Regions from separate parts of the Gossypium hirsutum genome. Here region 1 is linked to region 2. A link is a contact called in public Hi-C data. All regions are on one chromosome and are shown on one strand. The core of a region is the stretch at or near the end of the contact, and the rest is flanking DNA. Distances in the headings are between cores, read along the strand shown. Region 1 holds the start of LOC107909020 (dihydroorotate dehydrogenase (quinone), mitochondrial). Region 2 holds the start of LOC107886897.

Region 1 (7,320 bases), core at 3,842-6,341, 170 kb before region 2:
TAATAATCGACAACCTTTAAATCAAAGTTTAAATAAAATTAAAATAATAAGAGGAAACAAAATTAAATAAAATATGATAAGCTTAAAGTATTAATGTATAATGAATTTAAAATATAAAATACGGACTAAAATAATAATTTATTACATTTTAAACTATAATAATAATAAATTTAAACATTATTAAAATTAAATACTATAAGTAATATTAAAATCTATAATATGTGAAAGTAGGATTAGTTATATATATAAAAAAGTATTATTGAAAATAAAAAAAAGAATTTGTATTAAACCGAAATTTATTTCAAAACTGAGGGACTGATCCAGCAATTAAGCGCAAGCACTAAAATAATTACAATCAACCACATAAAACGGTACCGTTTCAATTTGGATCTGAGTGAAAACAAAGTTAAATGCGCCGTACAAATTACAATCAATTAAAGAAATCAAATCGTAATCTCAGTAAACATACAGGGACCTATTTAGCAAATAGACCAATTAGTCCAGCATGCGCGGATCCTACCCCGGGTTGGGTCACCGCCTGGATCTGGTCGCCAAACGACGCCGTTTTGAAGCTATTATGTTAGCAACAACGGCGACGTTTTAGTCCCGTGTTTAAAAAACTAAAACCCTCAGCATTTTCATTTCAGAAGACCTAAAGAGAACCAGTGTTCTCTGCGCCGCTCTGATGATTCATCGCCTCCGAAGACCTTCGATCTTCGCCCCAACTCCGATGGCTGCGGAGTGAGAAAAAATCCGGCCTTCAGGTATGCCCTTTCTTTTTGTTTTCTGTTTTTCTTCTTTAACAGATGATTAATGGATGTAAAACAAAAAGAAAGAAAGAAAAAAACGATCTGCGAAAAAGAGAAAAGAGAACTGAAATCACCTCTTGGAATTTTTTGATTTCTGTATTCTGAAAAATGCGTAATCCGTTTACAGCATTCGAATGGCTTTCTTATAGCCCGATTTACTGAAAATAAAATGAAAAATAAAAAAAAATCACCCCTATGCTGTTGTTTTTCTATTTGTTGTTGTTTCCGTGTGTTTTTTGCAGGTATTCGGCCAACCTGGAGATACGGAGGTGGCCGTACGGAGGTGTGCGTGGCAGCGTATACGTGGGGAAGCGTGGTACGTGGCGGTGGCGAACATGCGAGGGCAGGTGATAGGTCCTGGTTGCTGCGGCGCTGGGAGCCGAATGCTGCTAGGGTTTTGGTCTCTGTTAGGCTAGGTGTTGGGCCATCGGGCCATTAGGTTAGTTTGGGTTTAGTGTTTGGGCTAAGGTTAATTGGGTTTAGGCTAATTGGGACTTTGGATTTTGTAATCGGGTTTGGGATTTGGTTTGTAATCTGGACTGATGTTATGGACATTTAAAATTTTACTTTTATGTTGGTTTTATTTATTTTATTATTTTTTATCGGGCCGGGCAATATTGGGCCATTACAAATTTTATTGAATATATGAACAATATTTGATAGCTTAGAACGATTGGCTTTTCAATTAGAATAACTAAATCCGTAATTATTTAATTAATTCTAATACTAGTGACGAACCACATAACTCGTTTGTGTTATAATTTACGTTTATGTGGTGTAGATGTGTTATCTAGCTTAAATGAACCATGTGAGGTGAGTTTGTTGGTTAGAACTAGATCTTTCTTGTTATTAATGTCACACCACGTAATGTCAAGTTTATGTTGGTATCGTGATTTGGGATATTAATTTGAAAATGTTTATAAATTGAGCGAGCTCTAGTGAAAAAAAAAGGAATTGGTGAGTCGGTTATGGAAAGGTTGGATTTCAACCTCGATTCTATCAAGTTTGAACTAGGAATTTGTCTTAGTGGGAGACATGACGATGAGAGAGTTCTCCAAGTGGCTGTTGAATTGGTTTTGGTGAAGGAAGTATGGGTGATTTTATATATATAGGGGAGGCATTACTCTCCGATATTACTTTTTTATTTTTTGTTCTTCATTCATCTTCTTCCTTGGTCTATTCTCGAAGAGAGAAGGATTAAGGAGTCTCATGTATGGACGGTGGAGACTGAAATTTGAGCGTAAAGAATTGGAAATTTCGTAGGCTGGTAAACTTTTTAATTTCTCTATATTAATGGATTTAAGAAAGAGAATAAAGTTAAGGTTTTCTATTATCCATCGATTCTGTTCAATTATGGGTAAGGTTGCAAATAATTGCTTAATTGGCCTTTGCATGCAAAAAAATTATGATCCTTAAGATGAATTGTCTCGTTTGGAATTCTAATCTAGTTTATACATTTTGTTTGATAAGGAGGCTTAAGTAGTAAGGGAAAAGCTTATTAGATTGATTTGACGACAACTTCCAAGTGAGTTCTAGAACTCAAGCCTTAAATTGATGTTTGTATGAATTATTTTAGAAAATTTCTAGAGATATTTTTCTTATTTACAACATGGCCCAAAAGTTTAGAAAAATTACAAAATTACCCCAATGGTAACTTTTTGTGAGATTTTTTTATTCGAAGTGAGCCCACATTTGGTAGACGTGAGCTTGAGGATAGTGGAGAAGACTACTCAGTCAAAGCGTTCATCCTAAACGAATCGAAAAGGTACAATTTTGATTAAGTGTTTATTACTTTAGATATCACAACCAAGTTCTTGTTTAAATTTTTTTTTAAAACTATGGTTTTTCCCTAAATTTATTCTTCGCTACGTTTTCTAAACTTGATTTTCCAACACATGTATATAAGGATAACTTGGTATGCATAAGGTCGTTTTAGGTTTAGAGTTAAATGATAAACATAGTAATGGTTGAGTTTGAATGTTCAGCATGGCATATAATCCAATTGATGCATAATTTGGTCAAGTTTGATGTTATAAGAATGATGATCTCAAACTTGTATGGTTTGGCATGTTAAAGTTTGCAAATGAACTATTTGAAGCAGCTATGTTGATAAATGGCTTGTGAAATGGTGTACTTGAATGTTAAGTTTGAGATGCAATTAATGTATGCTTTGTTTGTTCCATCTTAGGGTCATTTAAGTGCTTGGTCCCTAAATGGTATAAGCATGGTATGTTTAAGAGGGAAAAATGTAACAAGTTGGCATATTACTAGCTAAATGAACGAATTTGCTCAAATGAAAAAAGTTTGTTTAGTGCTAACTTGAATGTTCTATTTCATATGTTCATAAACTTGAATTAACATGAATTAATATGGATTGTGGAAAGTTGTATGAATGGTTGTAGATGTTGGATTGAAAGCATGAAACTTGTGTCAAATGAGATTTTTGCCAAAACAGGGGCAACGTCGTGACCTCGAGTCCTTGACATCGTGACATGGGTCAACAATGAGTGACTTCACGATGTCAAGATGCTTGAAGTCGCAATATAACTCACTAAGTTGTTGTCGTAACAGGGAAATTGTGATGTCACAATATCGGTTCGAGATTTTGAAAACTTCACAATTTGGTTTTAATTCAACCTCAGGTTAACAAAAGAGCTTTTGTAAGCTTGAGAGAGATTCGAAATGAATATGTAACATAGTATGAACATGAACTTCACTTAATTGCATGTGTAAATAATTGTATGGTGCATAATTGTCTGAAGTTGCTTTTGCAATGAATGTAGTATCTTGTAGCTCGAACCCGATAGTCTGGTCAGATAAGTGGTGTTACAAGTCTCGTCCCTCTTATGCCCCTAAAAGCCAAGGTAATAGGTCTCATCTCTTAAGTAGAATCAATTGAATACCAAGGGAAGAGGCTTCATCCCCATGATGACAATAGCCACAACAAAAGACCTAGGCATAAGGGTTGATTGTCCTCTACATAATGAAATTACCTCTTTAGGCCTAAACAAATTATGCATGCATTATTTCCGTTTTAGGCTGCAAATGCATGTTCAGGCATAGGTATTTAAGTGTTTCAAATTCAATGCATTGTAGAAATTCAACAAATACCAAAATGTCAACACACACATACAAAACTAAAAGGCACAACAGAGTTACAAACCAACTTCATTATGAGTAAAAACAAAAGCAATAACATAACAAAGTTTAAAACCAATTCCATAAAAGTTAACAAGGCAATTTTATTAATGACTACTAATGAAACAACTTTATAACAATAGCCCTAATGTTGTTTCCAAGGAAACCTTTTAAAGCTCTAATGCCACATCAGGTGAGGCATCTTAATACCCTAACTCGTTAAAAACAATTGACAGTAAAACAACTCTATAAAAATAATGGTTTTTCAAAAGCCTCAATGGTGCTTTTGGCGAAGCTTTTTAAGGTTCCAATACCCTTATCAAGTGAGGCCTTTTAAGTCTCCAACTTGTAAAAAACATCTATTAGTGAAGTTGAGCGTAACTTGCTAAAGCTTCAACAAACAATACTACAACAAGCAAAGTGTTCAAGTATGCTTCACCAAACTTGCCTTTAAAGTTTTTGTTTTCAGGATCATTACACCAAATTCGCCTCCTAGGTGTCTTATTTTGCCTCTTTAGGACGGCTTCGCCTAGTTGCTTTCTAAGCTTGTGAAGACCACCCACAAGCCTCACAAACAAATTGACTCAAGACTACCCATTCTTACAAATTACCATCAAGTCACCCTGCCACATCCTAATGAAGTACCCATGTCTTTATAGCCACATAAGGCATCATTCTAGTAGGAAACATACCAAAACTCTCCCTCCTCTATAAAGCCTTCTCCATCACAAGAAGAGGAGACTCCACGACATGCCAAAGCTCTGCAAAATATCTCCCAAAAAGCTTCTAAGTTCATAAGATCCTTGTAAACCATCATTTCTAGTGGTTTTTTGCACTACTTACAATGTGAATCACCTTATTTTAGCAACTTTTCACATTATGGTGTGAGAACCATTCTAACAAGCTACCCCACTTTTATGTTGTAACACATTATAGAGAGATATTAAATTAAATAAAAACCATGTATAATTTTAAAATTTATTAATAATTTTCTAACTTTGTTCCCTATATTCTTTTGGAAAAAGAAAACAAAAAGTTGTGATCTAGCTTCTATTAAAAGTTGCAAAAGTTGGGAATCTTTTACTATTAATTGAAAGTGTAAAAAAGTTATTTAAGCAAATATACGGAGGTCAGGAGTAATTAAGGGTTTAGATAAAGACACCAAAAACCTCACGCCTAGCCTCCTTGTTTTTCCCAGCTCTGCTAAAACCCCTCTTAAACTCTCTCTCTCTCTCACTTTTCAATACAAAGAATCAAATTTATTTCTTTTCGCTTTTACCCACTCACCCCATATCTGCAATCTGCGTTTTTTTTAAAGTGTTGTAAAATCAATCTATTTTGATTTCATGGCAATAAGGACTGCTGGGAAATTGTTTAAAGATCTCGTGCGCCAAAGGGTTATTTCCACTTCCATAGGACCCTCTAGACATTGCTCTTCCGCTGCTGCTTCTGCCCCTAAAATCCCTCATTCTTCAAAAAAAGTAAGGTTTTTTAGGGGCGATTTTTGCTGTGTTTATGGGATTTTTGTTTTAGTTTCCATTAAAAATCTAAGTAATAAAAGTTGGGGTAAGCTTAGTTAAGGATATGGGTATTTTGGGAAGTTGTAATTAGGAGGATCAAAATGGGTTCTTTTGCTTGACCAACTTAAGGGAAGCACGTTTGATAGCATTGACTTCTTACTAATTAACTGGATTTTCTATTTCTTGTGATAGTTTAAAACATTGAATTGAGTTTATTTGGTTGTATGCATGAATTTTATGTTGTAATAGATGATATTTTATGATTTCATGGTCGTAGGGAAGAAGATTACTGACTGGAGCTACCATAGGCTTAATTATAGCAGGTGGAGCTTATGTTAGCACTGTTGATGAAGCAACTTTCTGGTACTTATTTTGGACATCCCAGTGAAATCTCTTCTTTGAAACTTTTAAACGTTTTCCATATTTTGTCTCATTTTGCAAATGAGGAGGGGTTTCCCCTTTTTGGTCTTGATTTTGTTGGATTTTGAAAAATGCTCCACTGGCTCCCCAAACTTTGATATGAAAAATACATTGGAAAATGAATGAGCCTCTTCAATGGACACATGCCTTTGCAAGTTATATGACTAAAATGGCTGTTAAAAAATCACAGTAACCTGTCAGATGGAGATTTTGTTAGTTTTCTTTATTTTCATCTCTATTTTTTCTTTTTTCATTTTTAGTCTGAATTGATAACTATTGTGGAAGAACTCAAACTAAAACAATGTGAGATAAAAATCGTTATGGCCAATAGCCTTTATCTATGCTTTGTTTTTAAAATTTTAATTAAAAGTTTTGTGGATCCATTGATAGAGATACCTGATTTTGAAATGAATCCTCATCTTATATCTCTATTTGAGACCAACTTATACAATATTTGAATCTTGGCAGTGGTTGGCTGTTCTCAGCGACTAAACTTGTAAACCCATTCTTTGCACTTTTGGATGCTGAGAAAGCTCATACACTAGCTGTTGCAGCTGCTTCTCGTGGTTGGGTTCCCAGGGAGAAGAGACCTGATCCAGCGATTCTGGGATTAGAAGTTTGGGGAAGGAAGTTTTCAAATCCTGTTGGTCTCTCTGCTGGCTTTGACAAAAATGCAGAAGCTGTTGAAGGTTTACTTGGTATGGGTTTTGGCTTTGTGGAAGTTGGATCAGTAACCCCTGTTCCACAAGAGGGTAATATCAGGCCACGCATCTTTAGACTGCGGCAAGAAGGGTAACACCAAATTCTCTTTTTGTACTGTTTCTTTTAAATATCAACTTACCTATTTTATGGAATGGGCATTAGTAAGGCAATTCTGCCTTGAGATTTGATTGCTTGAACTCATGTTGTTTGGACCTAAAGTTCTTCTATTCTATCTAACTCGATTTCTTGGTCAGTGCTATTATCAATCGCTGTGGGTTCAATAGTGAAGGAATTGTTGCTGTTGCAAAGAGATTAGGTGCTCAGCATGGTAAGAGGAAGTTAGAGACTTCGAGTTCCTCGTCACCCTCGAATGATGAAGCCAAACATGGGGGAAAAGCTGGTCCTGGAATTCTGGGAGTCAATCTTGGGAAGAATAAGACAAGTGAAGATGCTGCTGCTGACTACGTACAAGGAGTTCACACGTTATCCCAGTATGCTGATTACTTGGTAGTTCTATATTCTTTATTTGAGTTAATTCATTCCTTTCAAGTTTGCTTTGAGTACAAAAGTCTCATACCATAAAATGATAGGATTGGTTCTATTATCTAAGATGGTTGTGTAGCCTGATTTGCTTGTAATATCTTTTTCTTGCTTCTTTCTAAGGGTAGATTGATGTATATTCTTCAAAAAGAAATATCATTATGATGTATTGTTTTGAGAAGTTTTCTTTT
Region 2 (7,769 bases), core at 5,043-7,542:
CTAGTATGCTCAAATAAGAGAATACAGTCAAGGGTGGAAGCACGATCTATGGGGTTCCTAACCCAATCCACAACTGTATATATGCTAAAAATGTTTTTAGAGTAACGATTGACTCGTAGGTCATAATCTGTAATGTTTTCAAGTATGGAAGATTCGCTAGAATATAGCTAGTGATGGAACCATGATCTTTTAGGTCCCCAACCCAATTTGCAGTTGCATATATTGTAAGAATGTTTTCAGAGTGGCAATTGATTTATATGCCATAATCTGCAATTTTTTTCATGTATCGGAAGATTCACTTTACTTCTTTCTAGTGAGTTTTTGTAGGATAGTGCATATTATTTCCAAAATATGTAATATCCGAACGAGTGAAGGAATACTCTATAGCATCAATAAGATTAGTCTCATTATGAAGAGTTCGCTACTGAGGAAAAGGTAATTGAAGAGAGCACACCTTTACAGTCTTGCATATTTGTTTCATTTAACAAATGAAGAAAATACTTGGATTGGGTTAAGAATTAGTTAAACTTTTTAATTTTTTAACCAAACTTTTTAATCCTTTAACCGTTAACTAAACCGAAATTTATATGTTTATGTTTTTGTTATTGTTAAAATAAGTATAAAACATATAAAAATAAATAAATTGATAATGTTCGTTTGACCGAATTATTTGAATTAAAACTACGTATAATTTGTATTATTAATTACTAAGTTCGATTAATTCGGTTAATTACCCGATTTCAAACCGAATTAATTGATAACCGAATTTTTAAAAAATTATTAACCAACCTCTGACCGAATTAAATCGATTAACCAACCGAATTATATTGATTCGGTTGATTAATTTAATTTTAACCGAAATTTTAACATTCCTATTCATCAACACCCTCCCCTGTAGGTTGGTTCAGTTTTTAACTTGATTGGGAATATTGGAGTTGCAAGTGCAAGGGCGATTGTAATGGAAACTGGATGATAGGTGCACATCATTTCATTGGGACTGCAGCCAACAGGGTTGCCAAGCAACACGACGACCTTTCCCTTACTAAACAACTGAAGTGGACGCCACCTCTATCATTAGCTGTATTAAGAATATAAATTTGAAAATTTTGATGTTTGATCCTATTGTTATTGATTGTAGGATTTTGCTGAATGATTATATAAAAACCACGAATCATGCAAAAATATAAATAAAATTAACTACATCATATAATGGTCCAATATGCATGCAAGAACATAAATTAATAGAAGCATTATATGAACTACAAATGAAATTTAATAATAAAACAAATTAAATTAAAGAAAGGGACTAAATTGAATGACTTAAATCCAAATTAAGGATCAAGATATAAACGCTAAGGTAGGGAAGGACATAATTGTAAACATATAAAATTGAAGGTTTTAAAAAAACAATTGTTCCCAATATCATTCAAATCCTACAAGTTTAAATTAATTTTAAGTCTACCTAATAATTATCAAAACTATCATTTTATCATTACACCACAAACTTTTTATTTGATCTTTAGGAGTTACACTTAAATACCAACCTTTAAAATTATTGTTTCAAGCTTAGGTGGACGTTAAAAAATAAAAAAAAAGGGTTTGATTGAAATGACAAGTCATAATGTCACGAGCGGCAGATCAAATCCCATGACGAATGCACAATAACTATTCTAGGCAATTGATCAAATGAGGCTTATTTGACTCACTTTAATTAGTCTGATTCGTACAACCTATGAAAAAATTTATCTACTTGAATTTTGGTGGCCCAGTGAAGCATTTTAGCATAACTAGAGTTATCAACTGATTATTGTAAATATAAAGGATAAAAATGTATAGAGTTTAAATCCCTTAAGAATCTCATCTTACAAATAGGCACTACTTTTAACTGATAATGTAATTCAATTTTATCGTTAGATCTAGGAAAGCTTAACTATAAATAGAGGTCTTCCCTTGATTTGTAATATTCCATTGTACTTTATTGTTGAGCTAAAAAATATATTTGAAAGTGTGCTACTTTCTTATGGCTTTTTAGTTTTTTCATTTGTTTTCGTTAATTTCGATGGCTTAAAGTTAAACTAATTTAGGTATATTTAAAATAATAATAATAAATCTAAAATTATATGGTTTACCATATTTAGGTTTTAATCCCATGACACCAACACCTCGTTAGATACGCCATTATTTTAAATTGACTTAATTGTTTCTAACATGGCGATTGAAAAAAAGATATTATATCCATTTTAAATTACATTGTGAGTGGTTTCGATTTAGTTTTGCTTCAATAAAAGTTTGCACATGGGTTGGGTTTTGATTTGATTGTAAAAAAGAGAAATTCAGGTTTGAGAAAATCAATCTTCTCTTTTCTCCATATTTTTTTGGTACAATGTGATTAGACTATACACGGACTCCATCAAGCAATAATTGAGCAGTTGCATATGTATTATCTTTTACCTTATTACTCTCCCTAAACCCATGTTTAATCTATAGTAAATAATTTTATTTTATTGAAATAAAAGAAAAATCTCGAGAGAGAGCGGACAATTGACAGTTTGGGATAAACCAACAACATTTCTTTACCCAAATGTAAATAATTATTTGCTTTAGCATTGATCAGTTTTTAACCACAAATAACCACATAGCATCGTTTGTGTACTCCAAAGCAATTGTAAGTGATTTCAGGACAAACCCAAGTCTCTCACCGGCACACAACAAGGGAAACTGAGATATCGCGTAATGAAACAGAGCCAATCATTTGAATTCACTTTAATCTATTTTATTATTTTATATACATAACCTGGTCCAATCATTACCGTTCTTTTTCAAGACCAAAAATCAAAAAGCATGTTTATGAATATTCATTATTTATTATTAAATTTTAATTTAACATAACACAATGATTGGAGAGTAAAATGTAAAATTGTCTAAAACATATCAAAGAAACAGAACTGGTTCAACCATTACCACCCTACAATGAAAAACGGGTCAAAAGTGGAGCAATATATTACACAAATTACATATATATATAGTTCATATTAACTATGTCAAGAGAAGCTGTTGTATCAATGGACTTCATTTTTTTTTCTTATTGTCCTTTTCTTGTATCTGTATAAACCCCTCGAAGAAGAACTAGCAATGGAGGCCTCATGAATTGCAGTCAAAATTTGGTATATGTAAATGGGGAACACAATGCAGGCGAGGAAAAGGGAGCTAATCAAGTGCTGCTTTGTTTTTACGAGCAGATATTGGCTTTGGCAATCCATCAAAAATGGGTTTTGTAATGCTTACCGTTGAGAGTGCTTGTAGATCAGGCTTCAAGTTCCATTTGGATGTTGGCCATAGGGATGATAGGCTACTACTGTCCTGGTCTTGTAAGCTCGACGTGCTTGATGACTTCCTCACTGCAGTAAATCCATCGACCACGTAACCATCTCCGAGGCCTGTTGCTGTGGTGTTGAACCCAAATACTTCGGCATCGGCTCCTGGATTAGTGCGAGTTGCTGCCTTGGATCTCTGAGCCAAGCCTTTTGCCGTTATTGTTGAAAATCCTCCATTACTGGTGTTATCCTCTTTCAATATCTTTTCAGGAGCACGGGGATTAAAGTCGGCCTCGGATTTCTGCCGTCTTCTTATCAGTTTGTCATTTGATTTATCAGGGTCATCCTTGACTTCTGCAGCAGATATGATGTCTGCTGCAATTTCACCATTCTCGTCATAAAATCCGTTAGTCACACTTCTACATTTCCGATGAAGCTTCAAAGGTGGATCAGAAGCAGAGGAGCGTTTAAGTGATGGACTATCCTCCAGATAATTACCTTCTCCTTTCCTGTATACAGCCATCTCAAAACCTTCAGATGCCACACTTTTTTCTGATGGTTTAAGGCCATAATAACCTTGTAATGAGCTCATTGCTGGAGAGACCCTTCGAGGAGGAGTCTTCAGTCTCAATGACTGGAATGAGCCACGCAAATCAGAAGGCAAATTTGGACCTGGGGACTGGTTGGCACTGCTTTGTCTGCAAAGAGTTATCTGTCATAGTAAGCTTAATTGAGAAGAACAGATCAGAATTAAGAACCAAAGAGATCAGAGATGCATCTTGCAGGATTTCAGAGGTGATAGAAATTAGAAAGAACTTTTAACAACTCATTGAAATATTGACTATCAAATTCTTAAGAACAACCGCCTTCTTGCATAACATTTCTTGTATGGCCTAAAGTGTTAAATCTAAAGGGTCATTACTATCTCAGAATCTTGTCCCCGGAAAAAAATCATATCAAGCAAAGCAGCAACAAATGAAGATTCCTAGCATGCATTCAGCAAATCAACTGAAGAACTGCAGTTCGATTAATTTACACACGGGAAGCCAGCTTCCACTACAGGCCAGTAATCAGCTGTAGGATAACTGTTGTCACAATCTCCTCCAACCACTTTGTAGCTCATGGCTATCTATGTTATGATTAGCATCATGTGAAAAATAATACCGTTTGATGCCATTTACCACTTCTAATAGTGAAAACTTTCAATGGTCATGGATGCTAGTAATAATGCCATCCAACACCAAACCACTTAAAACTCGATTTGAGATCAATTCTTGAAACGTAACAAATGTTTCCTCGCATAAGATAGCAAGTCATAGGCTTCAGAATATCTTCTCTCCAGAACTATATGCATCCTTAAGGGAAAGGAAACGCTGCTTAGATAAGGAATGTTCCAAAAAAGCAACTACTATGATGTAATTAACATTTGAATGGTAATCTTTACATGCAAATTCCAGTTGGTTCAAACAAGACTGTTATGTTGGATGAGTAAGCATTCATTATCAGTCCTGATGTGAAGGTCAATAACTTCAAAACTTAAAGAAAAAAAACATTGCTGGAATTAAAATATTAAATAAATCCTTGTAAAAGTTTGTTCTCAATGCATTAAGAATACAGCAAGAGTGGCAATTTCTTAATGACCAAACTACAAAGATGTTATAAAGAGAAAGAACTTAGTTACGTTTAACATCAAGATGATTACTTAAGGATCTCACAACTTTGCTATAAGTATGATGAAACAAATAAAAAGTGCATCGATAGTCTGAAGAAGGCAAACCCAGAAATAACAACTCAAGTCATAATCATAAGAAGACACTATGAAGCTTAACACACGCAGGTGCCAATACGGAAATGTGTATAGTAACCATCTTAACGCTGAAGTTAAGGGAGTTTTAAGTAAATTTCACGAGTGATAATAAAAATAGCATTAGCATTAAAGAAGATATAATACCCTGGCGTTTCGGAACCATTCGACAAGCAAGGTGATGGCGGATGCCGCCCTGGTAAAGGGATCTGAAGCGTCTTAAGAGCAAACATTTGAAGATCAGTAACCAGACCATTCATCTTTTTTATGTCTGCTACCTGATTATTTCAAACCCATAACAACAATTTGTCAATAACTCCAAAAAACCATAGACAATAATGGTATACTCCGATAAATAATATAGATGTAACTTCTAGGTTAACATTGGTCAATTTCCCCAACTAACTTCCCATATTATACAAGCATGTCCACTTGTAAGGAGGAAAAAAACCCTAACTTATTAAAAGAAGGATGAGTATAGTTACCTCAACACCATACTTGATTGCAACACCGGCAAGAGTATCGAACCGGGAAACCGGATGTTCGATAAAACCGGCACTGGGTAACGAAGAGGAGGGCAAGCTTTGATTCTTTTCATTCTCTGAAACACTGTAATCATTGGAAAACCTACTGTATTTATCATTCGTATAACAACTGTAGTCTCCATTCGCAATGCTATTCCGCCTCTCCCTTTCCATCTGCATAATCCCCCCAAAAATCCCCAATTTTTTACCCTAATTTCATCGATCCACTGTAATCGACCTTTTTTTCTTCTTCTTTTTTCCGATTCAATCGAAAATTAACAAGTCTAGAGTATCGAAAGAGAGAATCCAAATGAATTTCCCCCCGATCGAATTGAATCCAAATGGAATCGAAATGAATAAAAAGCAAAGCAACCAAAAAAACCCAAACTTTCGAAAGTAGTAAAAAGAGAACAAAATTGGGTTCAAATAAGGAAACGTAGATCTAAAGGGAAAGGAAGGATCGTGAAAAGGAAATGAAAGGGAACAATGGGTGAAAGATCAAAGATCCTCGCGTTCAATATTTTCTGCAAAAATAAAGAAATTAAAAGAGTTGTAATAACTGGCTGGCGTTGTACGTGTTACTATAGGAATGCTCCCACTGTAACCTAGCCTCCCTTTTTGGCCAGCTTGGCTATCCCTTTTTGTCGGTCGGTAGTATTTTTTTTTCGTCTTCTTCTCTTATACTATTTTTTTCTCAACCGCACAAAAGTAAAAATAATAATAAAAAATTAAATAATTTATTTTTTATAGTATATTTTTATCACGTTTCATGAAAACTAACTGGCTCTAATTTTATTTTATTTTATTTATCCATTCTGTTTTGGGTAATTATTTTCTCTAACTGTCAAAATCATTAAAATATTTGTCATATAAGTTTACATAATTTTTTAATTTAAAATTTAACTTTTGTATTTTTATTTTCAAAAACGTAATCTTTTTATTTTTTATTTTTAGATATAATTATTAACACAATTAAATTTATTGATTTGATATTTTTAAATAAAAATATCGAGTTAATAATCATCTAATTAAAATTATCATGTTGTAAAGAATATAAATTTAATAAAATAATTTTAATAATGTTAATATTTGGACTTACATTTTTAATTCGAAAAGTAAAGAGATTAAATTTATTAAAATGAAATTAAAATAACTAAATTTTAAATATACAAAAAATACAGAAATTTAAAGTATATTTTTAACATTTTTTACTTTACTAATAGTAAATAAGATAATAATCTCTTCTATTATTATATTAAAGATAAATTATTTATCATTTAATGAATCTCCAATGAATGACCAGAATTTTATTGGTAAAGAGAGTTTTAGAAGTTTTCCTGTTTGAGCCTCATTATGTTAGGGTATGAAAATTGATAATTTTTAGGACAGATGATTGGGTACCAAAATAAGGGACTTTGATCTCTTGTTACCTGAACCCACCTCATAATTTTGAATTGATTAAAGTGTTTAAGATGACTAATGGGATTGCCGATTGAATCTTAACTTGACTAGCATGGGTATTGTTGCCTATTGCAGGAGGAAGTGAATTTGAGTGCGTTGAAACTCATTATCCTCCTATTTATGGGGTGGGGAAGGGCTATAGTTAGTTCTAGGAATTGTATAAAAAAGAATAGATATGATCAGAACTTATAATGAAATTGTTAAAAGAAAATGTTGCAATAGTCAAATGACCAATGATCCTTCCTGTGGCATTTGTGAGTATGAGGAACAAACATTCAAACAATAAGACGGGTGGTTGGTGTCTTCCTCCAGATGTTAGGTTAAAGTGAATGTGGATGGAGTAGTTGATAGGACAACCGGCAAGGCTGCTATAGGTGGTGTTTTCAGGGACTCATATGACTTTTGAATTTTAAGATTTAACAGATGCATTTGGAGATCACCAGCACTAGTGTCAGAGCTTTGGGCGCTGGTTGAGGGTTTAGAAGAAGCTTGGCAACAGGGTTATAGGCTTGTCATTATTGAAAGTGATTGTATGGATGCGAGACAATTAGTCAAAGGAACAACGGACTTATCTCAGATTCACCACAAAAGTAAATTGTTTTGCCCAACTTAAAGAAATTTTGATAACTACATCAACATTCCAAGAAAGACTTTGAAAGATGAAAA

Evidence for each region. Hi-C and Micro-C count contacts between places; a contact is called where the count stands out from the background.
Region 1: a contact with region 2 is called in a Hi-C map of leaf, with 1.8 times the contacts expected there. The contact joins the promoter of LOC107909020 here to the promoter of LOC107886897 in region 2. A contact is called at or near these places in 2 of 34 Hi-C or Micro-C datasets (leaf and seedling).

What each region holds. Positions count from the first base shown.
Region 1 is chrD02:67,083,183-67,090,502 of Gossypium_hirsutum_v2.1, reverse strand. It overlaps LOC107909020 (dihydroorotate dehydrogenase (quinone), mitochondrial), which reads left to right and starts at 5,091. Exons shown (of 11, transcript XM_016836384.2): 1 at 5,091-5,428; 2 at 5,745-5,830; 3 at 6,356-6,679; 4 at 6,844-7,096. The coding sequence starts at 5,294.
Region 2 is chrD02:66,911,434-66,919,202 of Gossypium_hirsutum_v2.1, reverse strand. It overlaps LOC107886897, which reads right to left and starts at 6,292. Exons shown (of 3, transcript XM_016810995.2): 1 at 5,604-6,292; 2 at 5,266-5,396; 3 at 2,932-4,012. The coding sequence starts at 5,822. The coding sequence ends at 3,208.